Regions from separate parts of the Bactrocera dorsalis genome. Here region 1 is linked to region 2. The links are chromatin contacts, called in public Hi-C maps. All regions are on one chromosome and are shown on one strand. The core of a region is the stretch at or near the end of the contact, and the rest is flanking DNA. Distances in the headings are between cores, read along the strand shown.

What was found. A called contact is a pair of places that touch in the nucleus more often than the background predicts.
Region 1: a Hi-C map of whole body shows a contact between it and region 2, with 5 times the contacts expected there. The contact joins two enhancer-like sites. A contact is called at or near these places in 2 of 2 Hi-C or Micro-C datasets (both in whole body).

The regions. Positions count from the first base shown.
Region 1 is chr2:100,610,421-100,616,460 of ASM2337382v1, reverse strand. All of the region lies in intron 2 of LOC105226062 (protein CREBRF homolog), which reads left to right. Among protein-coding and RNA genes, the nearest start is that of LOC105226062, 23 kb to the left of the region's middle. Within about 2 kb of position 4,105, the one cell type or tissue checked has open chromatin away from gene starts, as enhancers often do.
Region 2 is chr2:100,572,828-100,578,427 of ASM2337382v1, reverse strand. The region is part of intron 2 of LOC105226062 (protein CREBRF homolog); the gene reads left to right. Among protein-coding and RNA genes, the nearest start is that of LOC115066140, 20 kb to the right of the region's middle. Within about 2 kb of position 1,752, the one cell type or tissue checked has open chromatin away from gene starts, as enhancers often do.

The sequences.
Region 1 (6,040 bases), core at 2,856-5,355, 36 kb before region 2:
ATATTTACTATATACATATACCATACATACATATATATTTATGTATACTCGCATAAAATTCGTTGTATTTGTTTACAAACTTTATATATTTGTATGTATACACCTACGCATGTCCTTGTCAGTAATAATACTGAAGGATACTATGCTTGCATACAAATACATGCACACACATAGTACATACAATAATAAATTTACTAAAAATTTCTACATGATTATTGTATAACTCTCTTATATGTTGTTAATAATTTTATATAAAATACAAATATATAGAAAATAATCATTCATTCGTTATTGCTTTTATCTACCCATTTTATTGTTTGTATTCTTTATTTTCGCAACAAGCTACCTGAATTTCTCTATTTTCTCCGCATACTCGGAGCTAACCTTTCTCTCTGCATCCACCTTTGCTTTAGCCCAGTATTTACCGTTTATATCTTTTCATTATTTAGCAAGCTTTTAAGCTCTTGTAATGCCAGCTAAATTAATAGAAAACCAAATACAACCCAAATTAGGAAATTTTATAAAAATTTTTAGCGGTTTTAAACAGAAATTTGTAATTTCTTCACTGAGGATTTTTTGTTGAATAACGGTTGGTGTTTTTACGCCGTGAGCAAATAATTACTCGTGGGTTTCGACAGACAGACTAGCTAATGTCAGCAAATTAGGAAAATCGAAAAACTTGCCAATCAGAGATAAGAGCTTAAGGCTCTTAAGTTTTCTTTTTTCGGTTAAAAATGAAAATTTATAGATTTAAGTTTTAGCCGAAACAAATTCTTGCGATAAAATGTTGAAATAAACTCTTTTGACGCATTTATGTGTCTAATTAGGACTTGATTGGTACTTAATTGAGTTTTGTTACGAAAATGTTTGGCAAAAAAAATTAAATTTTTCCATTATACTCTTATACGGCATTACATACATATATACTTTGATGGAATTGCTAATTACATATATACACACACATACATACATAATATCCCGTTGCAATAATTTCTTATCTACATTTAATTATGAATAATGTCCATTTGATTACAGCTCATTAAGATCGACCTTCACTGCCGTGGGTACAGTACGCATCTGTGCTGCCCGTGGCACCATTTGATTGAGCATACAAACTCACTTCACGCTTCTATGATTTGTAAATAAAACATTTTTTCTTAATTTTCGCATATTGCATTATTGTAACGCCGTTTTTCTTTGTGTGCCCACGCAGCTGCTGTATTTCATGCGCTTGAAGAAGTACTACATAATTACAAGCAGCATGTAGGTTGCGTATACGCACTGTGCGCCCACTGCTGTATGCCTGTGGCCACGGCTAGCGTGTGTGTTTTGGTAAATATTTATGAAACACTTGCAGCTGTGTGTGTGTGCAACGCCAGTCGGTTCAGTCCAATAAAATCCTACAACAACTACAACAAATAACAATACGTTGTAATAAAATGTATGTACATAAAAAGTAGAAAAAGACAAAACAAAATAAACGTTAATGTTGTGATGCAAAGAGAAAGTGAAAACGCTAACGTAAACTCAATTCCAAGGCCATTTCGTTACGCCTACACCCGTGTCAATACCACGCTACTCACAGCGCGCTGACTTCATTCAGTGCTGCCTTCTGCTAAGGACAACTGTTGTCACTCGTACGTTACAAGCGCTGGTAGTGGAAAATTTTCTGCATTACTCGTTTGCCGCAACAGCTCCTATTTGCCGAAATTCATTGAGTAAATTTCGTCGCTTACTCCTCTTTGTTTCTGCTTTGCTGTTTGGTTTTGTCGCGACGTCGCGTCTCTTTTAAGCGTCCAAAGTGTTTTATTTCACTTCTCATTTGTTTTTGCCGCTTGCTTCAAACTACATTTTGGGTTTTTACTAGACAAAAGCATTCCTATACCTTCCATATACATATTTTTTATATATGTATTTACCATTTTATGACCTAAAACCTACCTTTTCCTCACCATTCCCCACATCTGCTCGGCTGCTAGCATCACTGACCTTACTTCATCTCACCACATCGCCTATATCCACCACAAATACTCATACATCTCATATATGCTGACTCATCGCCCACTTTCGCTTTTAATCCAGCCCCTCTTCACCTTCGGCGCCTATTCGTGCTATTATTTTGTTGTAAATATGCGAAAGATGGCGTCCTGCTCCTCCATGTACTCCATTATGCACTGGCCTCTCTAACTTCTATTTACATTTATTTATGTTTTGTTTTTGATATATTTTGTTTTGCTTGTTCAGTTCTTCTTTGTGTTGAACTTTATATGCAGCGTTCAAGGACGGTTTTGCCTTATATTGCTTTTTTATGTATACTATTTATTTGTGTATTTGCTTTTGCTTTCATTTGTGAGGGCTTTCTCCAATACTTATATACATGTGTATATAAATATTTTCCAATAAACTTTCTTTCTCTGTTTATGAAGGGAATTTGCTTTACTTTTTCCATATTGCAATATTTTTTTCTTTTCTCAAAATGATTTTTAGTGAAAAATAATATTTTGGTGAACAAATTGGATCACTATGAAGGTTAAGAGCACCACACTACCAATTTTTATCCTTTATTGCAGGCATTTTGGTTTATCCGCCATTGATTCTCCTAAATGTAGTCATTATATAAAAAGTGTTGCCTATAATTAGGCGCATTGTATACAAGAAAAGCATTATTTTTGTTTCACAGAAGCTAAGGGAGTCAATGGATTCTTTGAAAAAATATATATATTTAATATATGTATTAAGCTCATTAATTTCTTACAATATTTTTTCAAAAATTATTTATAATACAAATCCCAGAAATTCGAATTTTGATTTTCCAGACCCTGAAAATTTATAAAAATAAATAGCAAGCGAGGGTATTAATTTTTTTGTGGTAGTAATTATTTATTCTCGAAGCATATTTATATAACCATAAAGTATAAGCTTCGGGATCCCGAAAAAATCTGTCGTTTTCCCATCAAGTGCTTACACATTATTATTTATTAGTTTTCAAAACATTTTCATATGAACTGGGAATCCAAATTTCGAGATCCCGAAAAATGTATCCTTTGTTTTTGCATCAATTTCTTACACATTATTATACATACATATATGAAGTTCATTAATTCTCTAAAGCATTCATACAAATATTATTTTTAGTAGTAAATTTGCAATGGAGAAGCTGAGTTTTCGGCATCCCGAATTTTGCAACAAAAAATAGCATGCGGAAATATTAATTTTTTTAATTATTTCTAGAAGTTTATTCATATAAATTTGAAATTCAAGTTTTCGGGATACCGAAAAATTCTTTTGTTGTTGTGGTAGCGGCAAAATTCTGTCGTTTTCCCTTCAACTGCTTACACATTATTATATGTATATAAAGTTGATTAATTCCCTAAAGCAATTCTAGAAATTTGATTTATAATAGTAAATGTAATTAAGAAGTTTTCGGGATCCTGAAATTTTTAATAAATAAATAGCATGCGACAGTATTAATTGTTTTTCGGAAGTAATTATTTATAAAAGTGTATTCATAAAAATCTAAAATTTAAGTTTTCGTGCTCCCGAAATTTTCTGTCCGTTACTCCATCAAAGGCTTCCACATTAAGATGCCAAGCTCAATAATTCCATAAAGTAATCATAGAAATATGAATTATAGTAGAAATCTCAAATCCCGAAAAATCGGGATCCCGAAATTTTCAAAATATAAATTGCATGCGAGAATAATGCAATCGTTTTGTATTAATAATTATCGTTTCACTAAAATTGGATTCATATAAATTGGAAATTCAAGTTTTCGGGATACCGAAAATACTTTTGTTGTTGGTGTTGTTGTTGCGGCATATTGCTGACCAAGTTCAAACTGATATTATAGAATAAAACATACAAGATAGTTGACAAGCATATGTATGGTATGGCGGCAATTTTCGGTGACAATCTAAAAATTCTTGAAAATGTAAATACTCGGTGAAATTCGTTGTACCCTTCAAAATTAAAAGCTTTGTCGCCATAAAATTCCCCATGAATATGCATATGTATGTATATATACATATGTATGTATGTTTACTTCCACAACTGATCGACTGGTGGGCTGCCAAATCGTCTGACAGCATGTAGGCTAGGCGCCGTTCAGCTCACCACACTCGCCGGCTGTTTTCTGTCACGCGATGCTCACAGTGAAACACATGTGCCATCGGAGCTATATTTAGAAATCGAAAAATACAAATAAACACAATTATGGGAAACACAAACAATAATTGTATGTATGAATATGTATGTACCTACAATGCACTCGCGAGGGGATTCACAAAATACAAGTGATTTGCTCGAAAAACAAATTTCAATAACTTCACAATTAAGAGCTTAATGGTGTCATTAGAACCGGTGCATAAGTGCAAGTGCTTAAAGCGTGAGCAAATGTTTGAGCTTGCAATACACAAATATACTCGTACATATGTATATGTTTATTTATTTACCTTATATATTTTGTATTTAAATGAGTTTACATTATTTCTGGTTTTCTTGCGATTCTCGGAAATTCGCAAGCATTATTTATCCATTGCAAAAATAACTGCAAAAATTCTTTTTAACACAAAAGTGAGAATCGAATGTAAATTAATGAATTTGTTGTCGTGATTGCAAAAACAACTACTTTGCGGCTATGTTTGTTTGGCTGAGAGAAAGGGAGGTGGTCAGGCGTGAAGTGTTGTTGTTTATGAAAAGGTGCGACCACATTGGCGTATTTCATAATAAAAGTTGACGTTTGCATACACCTGAAAATGTAAACAAACAAATTACGTCAAATGGCGATGCCGAGTGTGCCGAGAGCTACGCGAAGGAGTAGTCTATTTGTTGCAGTAATTAATGATTAAAACATGGAAAATAGTAAAAACTAATAAAGAAAAACTAAAAAATATATGTTTTTGTGAAATTATGGAGAGTCATTTATAAACCTCTTCTATCATGCTAACAGTCAACTCTCTCGAGTTATTACAAACCACTTATTGAAATCTCAGAACAATAATTTGAGTTTGCAATTCTAAAAAACCAATTCTCTTCTAAAGTACTGCACACAACTTTGGGGAGGCACGTTTTGCTTTCTCACTTCAGCCTTTTCGCCTTCAAAAGGATGTTTTTTAGCTACCCAGAGGATACTTGGTCTAAGACCGGAAGTCGCGAGCTGCTTGAGCCATATGTAAAAGAATCGTTTCTGCCCACTCCCAAGTGAATGGCGTTCAGAAAACTGTCCGGACTTGCGTGACGACTACCTCTTCGTCCATTTCAAATCTGCTTTTGATAGCACGAAAAGGAGCTCCCTTTATGCCTTTATGTTTGAATTTGATATCTCCACAAAACTAACACGGCTCTGTAAACTGACGCTGAACAATACCAAAGGCTTCGTTGGGATCGGGAAGGACCTTTCCCAGCCGTTCGATATCAAACGAAGTTTCAGACAAGGTAACTCCCTTTCGTGCGACTTCCTCAATCTACTCATGGAGAAGATAATTCTAGGTACAGAGCTGTTGGCGTACGCTGGTGATGTCGATTTCATTGGTCTCAATAACCGCGAAGTTACTTCTGCTTTCTCCAGACTGGATAAGGAAGCGAACAAATGGGTCTGGTAGTGGACAAGACGAAATATCTCCTGCCGTCAAGCAAACTGTCGTCGCACTTGCGACTTATCTCCCACATCACTTGACAGTCAAAACTTCAAAGTCTTAGATAAATAATTTTGTAAATCTTGGTACCAGCATCACCATCAACCACAACGTCAGCCTCGTAATCCAAGGCAGAATAACTCTTGCCAACAGGCGCTACTTCGGATAGAGTAGGCAATTGACAAATAAAGTCCTCTCTCGACGAACAAAGACCAAACCAAAACCAAACTCTATAAGTCACTCATTATTCCTATCCTGCTAATACGAGTATGGTGCATAGGCATGGACGATGACAACATCTAATGAGTCGACGTTACGAGTTTTCGAGAGAAAAGTTCTGTGGAAGATTTATGGTCCTTTGCGTATTGGCAATGGCGATTACCGCATTCGATGGAATGATGAGCTGT
Region 2 (5,600 bases), core at 503-3,002:
ATTACTTATTGTATTAAAACGCGTTTGAAACTACTTCTGATGAATTTTTATGTACCAATATGGAAATAGAGGTTCTCAGATCTGGAACTGGTCTATATTATAGTACAACAGTAACTAGAAAAAATCACTAACTAACATACAAGTTCAATCATGTCAGCAATTCACAAGCAAATTAGTGCTCCTTTAAGAGATTGAACTATCTAAAGTACTAAAATGTACATATAGTATACTAATAATATAATTCTAAATCCAAGAAAGAGCTTTCAACAATTGCTACCGCTGAACTTCTTAGAATAATTAGTCACTTCAATTTCTGACAATTATATACATACATACATATATCTACATTATACCATGTTCAGACTCTTAATTGAGCAATTAAGGAACCTTTAACAATTTAACCACTCTAAAAATGAAAATGGTTCGAAAAAAATGCAAATTGAAGTAAGCATTACTAAGAACCCTCCGACTTTTCGATACCATTTTTGTAGTACGATTGGTTCTTTGCTTCAAAATAGGCCTCAGTTCCGTTGATCATCTCTTGGTTCGGCGAAAGTTTCTTCGCAGCGCACATCTGAGAACAAGAAACAGTCGCTGGAGGTCAGATCTTTAAAATGCTGTCGATGCTGACAAGCCCAATTCATGAATTTTTGTCACAGTTTACACTAACTTGTGGCAGAGTGCGTTGTCTTGGTGAAACAGCACTTTCTTTTTCTTCAAATTCGGTAAGTTTTCGTCCTTCAAACGGTTCAGTAACGCTATGTAACAGTCAGTGTTAACGGTCTTTCGTTTCTGGACCGCGTTCGTCGTGTTCAGTTCTTAACTAAAATCATATGGATTTAATTCTAGTAGCGCCTTCTATATCTCAAGCCGGAGACTTTTCAGTTAACCTGTTCGAAACCGTCTCAAAAGTGAAATAATTGTCATAAATCTCACCAAATATGAGCTATTCGAAGAAGAGAGATGTATATTTCTAAATTGATTTTAATAAGATATCATCTTCTATACAAATTTTGAGTGATCTAAACGGCCGGCGTTGCAACAGAAGATACGACGTCTCATCTTTTTCATGCTCACGGTAATGACCTGAACGAAATCCGATTTATCTCAGGCTCAGACTTGTCAATTTTGACATTATGTAAGTGAAATATTTTTATGCAAAAACAACAACTGTTATCTGCTCTAAGTTTTCAAAGTCCTCTTACCGGCTTTCCAATTAGTTCGTTAAGAAATCTGTTATTTCAAGCGGTAAAAACTGTTGCAATCGCTTCCAACTCGAAACACCGCCGCGCAAATCCAAAGCGTGTGTACATGAATTGCAAAAATGCAAATTACAATCACGCGCTGCATCGGTGAAACAATACTAACAACAAAAAATTCTGTAAACAAATTAAAATGCGAAAACCAGAAACAAGAATAAGCGGAAAAAAACAAAGCGGAGAAGTGCAAACATCAACATTGCAGAATGAGCAAACAAACGAAATGCAATAAATTGCAGCCAGCAAGCGAGAAATGGCAAACGAAGCGAGCAACAACGGGCGTGACGAACAAAACAAATCGCCAAAGTAATTGCTTGCAATTGAGCGGGCGGGCGAAAAAACTGCATTGGCTGCATTGCAGACGGCGGTGCAAAGCAAAAAAAAAAAAAATTACAACAAATATGAAAATATTTGCTGACGCACACATGTGCTATGTACATTTGTATACATACGTACATACATATGTACATATGCACTCCTATTGACATCGATACCCGCAGACGGCAATAAAACTGTCGCGGTACAACGGGGCGTATGATGAACAAGCAATGATGCTTCTTTTTTGCTGGCGGTTACAAAGCGCACACATACATATGTACATATAATAAGTGTACAAACATATGTATTTACATGTATACATATTTCTAGTTGCTAGTGCATAGCCCTGACAATGAATTGCAAAGCTGTGCAGCTGTAAGTGCATTTTGGGGGCAGCGAGTGCCATGCGCCTCTTAGACGTGTGGTATTCATGTGAAGCATTTATAGTAACAACAACAACAGCTATGAGCAACATCAGACACATTAAATTGTGGAATTTTTATAATTTTAATTTTTTCGCCACAATTCAATTGTGTAAATATGTAAATCTTTAAATATTGCTGTATGCTTATTATCGATTTTTCGTGAATTAGTCCTTCAGATTTTGAGATATCGTTCTGAAATTTTGCACACATACTTTTCTCCTTTAAAAGATACTCATTTGTCGGAACTACCTATATTGAACCACTATAGCATATAGCTGCCATACAAACTGATCGTCCAAAATTAAAACCTTGTATGGAAAGCTTTTTTATTTCTTGAGATATCAGCACGAAATTCGGTTTGGAATATTGTTTACAGCAATACTACAATGTCTGAACAAATTGTTCGGTTCAGACCGCTATAGCATATGCCTGCCATATAAAGTGATCGCTCAAAAGCAAAACCTTGTATGGAAACCTTTTTTATTTGACACGATATCTTCACGAAATTTTGTACAGGTTATTGTCCAAGGCAAGGCTTCAATCTCTGGACATATTATTCAAATCGAACGACTATAGTATATCTCTGCCATACCAACTGGCTGATTGAATTCAACAAAAAGTTCTTTATTTGCACTATTGTGTATTAAAAAATACATATACTATGGGGGAAATTATATAAACTGATTATATGTTTATTTTTTATTCATCTCTTTTTGTTTTAATTATTTTTCTATTCCATTTCTATCTTTCATTTTTTAATTAAATTAAGGGAAATTATATAAACTGTTTGTATATTTATTTTTTAGTCATCGGTTCTACTTTTATTTCTATTTCTATTCCATTTCTCTCTTTAATTTTTTTATTAAACCCATTATCAAACTAAAAACAAAGCTGCCATACTGTTTTTTGAATGCCTCTGTTTATTTATATTGTTATTGTTTTTGCTGAAACGCGCGGCATTTCGTTGCGTTGATAAAATTACTCAACTGCATTATAAATATACTTATAATTTCTCGCTATATTGGCACGTGTTGATTTTTCGTTGTTTTTTTTTAGTATTTTTTTTACTCTCATCTGTCTGTATTTACACAAGTAAATATGTATATTTACATTTACTCGCTGCATTGGCGTGCGGCATCTCAAGTGTTTGCCCACCAACTTCAATTACATTTACATTTAGAGTATTTTGTTTTTCGTCATTATTTTTTCACACACTCTCCTCCGCGAATTCACTCTCTCAGCGTCACTCTCGATCGTCCTCAGCATGTTTTCCCACAAGCTAGATAAAATTAGCAAAAATGCTAATGACGGTCTAGTTGGTAATACAATGTTGTGCAGTTAAGTAACTGTTTATCAACAGAAATGCATACAAACAAACACACACACACCTGCACATTCATATAGATTGCCGACACGTTTCTCGAGTGCAATTTTTAATTTGTTTACAATTTTCTTGGCGCTTGCTGTGCACAGCGCAATTATGGGCTATAAGTGTACACATACATGTACATACGCACACATACACACATGAAAGATGAACATATTTATGTTGCACGCTTTTATATCGCTTTTATTAATGGCAAATTAATAGAAAAATAATATAAAGCAGTAAATAATAAGCACTCTTCCCAGACAGACTGATCTGTACACGGTTGCTTTTTCTTTGCTTTGTGGATTATCACACTTTGCGGCGCGTGTATTTATTATTTCTATGTTTAGATACATTTTCGTTCGTACGCTGAAACATCCTATAATAGACATTAAATATAGATTATGGCTTTTAAATGGAGTGTCGCAAACGTGGTTGCCATATGAATTATTGTTTCGATTGTTTTATGACAAATTTATAATGATAATTATATTAAAAAATACAGGTGATAAGTAAAATTTTATCGATAACAATTTTATCGATAATAATCGATATTTTTACATAAATATCGATAGTTTGGATATTTATCAAGCAAACTGCAATCGTTGTCATAACTGTACTAAGGAACACATAAGAGTAGTAAAATGTTATCGATAATTATCTTCAATTTTACATAAATATCGATAGTATGCTCAATAATGTACAAAAGGTCCGAATAAAATTACTCAAACCATATTTAAGAAATAAATTCGCAAAAAAATATTTTTTTTACCATGAAAACCTTACCCTTCCTAAGAAACACACAAGAGTAGTAAATTTTTATCGATTAATTTACATAAATATCGATATTTTGATATTTACCGAACAGAATAGAATCATGGTGATGACAGTACCAAGAAACACTTTTGTAAGTAGTAAATTTTTATTGATATTTATCGATTGATTATTACATAAATATCAACATTTTAGATATTTATCAAGAAAAATACAATCATAACGACAACAGCGCTAAGAAACATATCATTCAATTATTTTTATCGATAATTATCGATATAATTATATAAATATCGATATTTTTGTTGTACTTATCGAGTAAAATAAGTCGTTATATTTAACTTATTTATTAATATACAAGATAAACTATTTTTTGGTTGTACTTTTTCCACAAATATCTAATATTACACCAACATCTCGATACATATCGATACATAAATATCTACCCATAAACTATATCTATATTTTCGATCAGACGTACAGTTGTAGGTTATATGTAGGGTAGCTTTTTGAACATCTAAATATGCTTTTGCGGATTTAATCCATCGTCTATCTCTATTGGAGTAATAAAAATCACCAAACGTCGATAAACAGACTATATTATTACTTGATCTGTCGTTTTGACCAACTGTCGCTATACACTTTTCTGTACTATATATTATAACTCATGTTGTTATTGCTTTTCATATGCAAATATAACTGTATATAGTAGCTGTACACATTAAAATAAAAATAACTGAATGGCGATTGATTTAGTTATGCTTGCGATTTGCTTACTTAATGAACTTGATCTCTGCGCGGTGAGTTACCACGCCCTGTCTGCATTAGCCGCTCATTAATGGCATTTTAATTCCTAGCATAACTGTGCAAAAGAGAGAAGGCCAAACCGTTTTCAATATTCTTAATGAGTTTTCAATAAATGCCTGGCAGTAAGCAATCTCTTAGTGTTTTCGAAGTTGTAGCGAATTAAGATTTATATACACGCAGGGTTGTATTTTATATTATTTTACAGATATTCTTAAAAAATTTTAAATTAGCTCAATTAGGTGAGACAATTAATAAGTTAGTTGACAGTATTTGACTGCGGAAATCTACTTACCGGAAGCCAATGGAAAGCGTTCAGAGGATACCTATGCATAACGGGAGCTTTAAGAACAACTCCAATGGCGACTCTTGAGCTCGTATTAACCTGCCACCTAAAGACCTCTTAGCTGAAAACTGCGCAGCAAATTCGGCGCGACGACTATTGACTGCTGGTGAATTTACATATAGAACCTTCGGACATAGCTTGAGGGGTAATGGCGGTTGGGCAAAAACCGACTACATGACCCCACTTTTCAACTAGCCAAGCAGCAATCAAAGCAGTAACCTAGTAATGAATGAAGGAGGTATCGACAGTGAGACCGCAGAGTCTGTTAAAATTCGCGTCAAGCGCAGGCATCCTAAAGGAACACT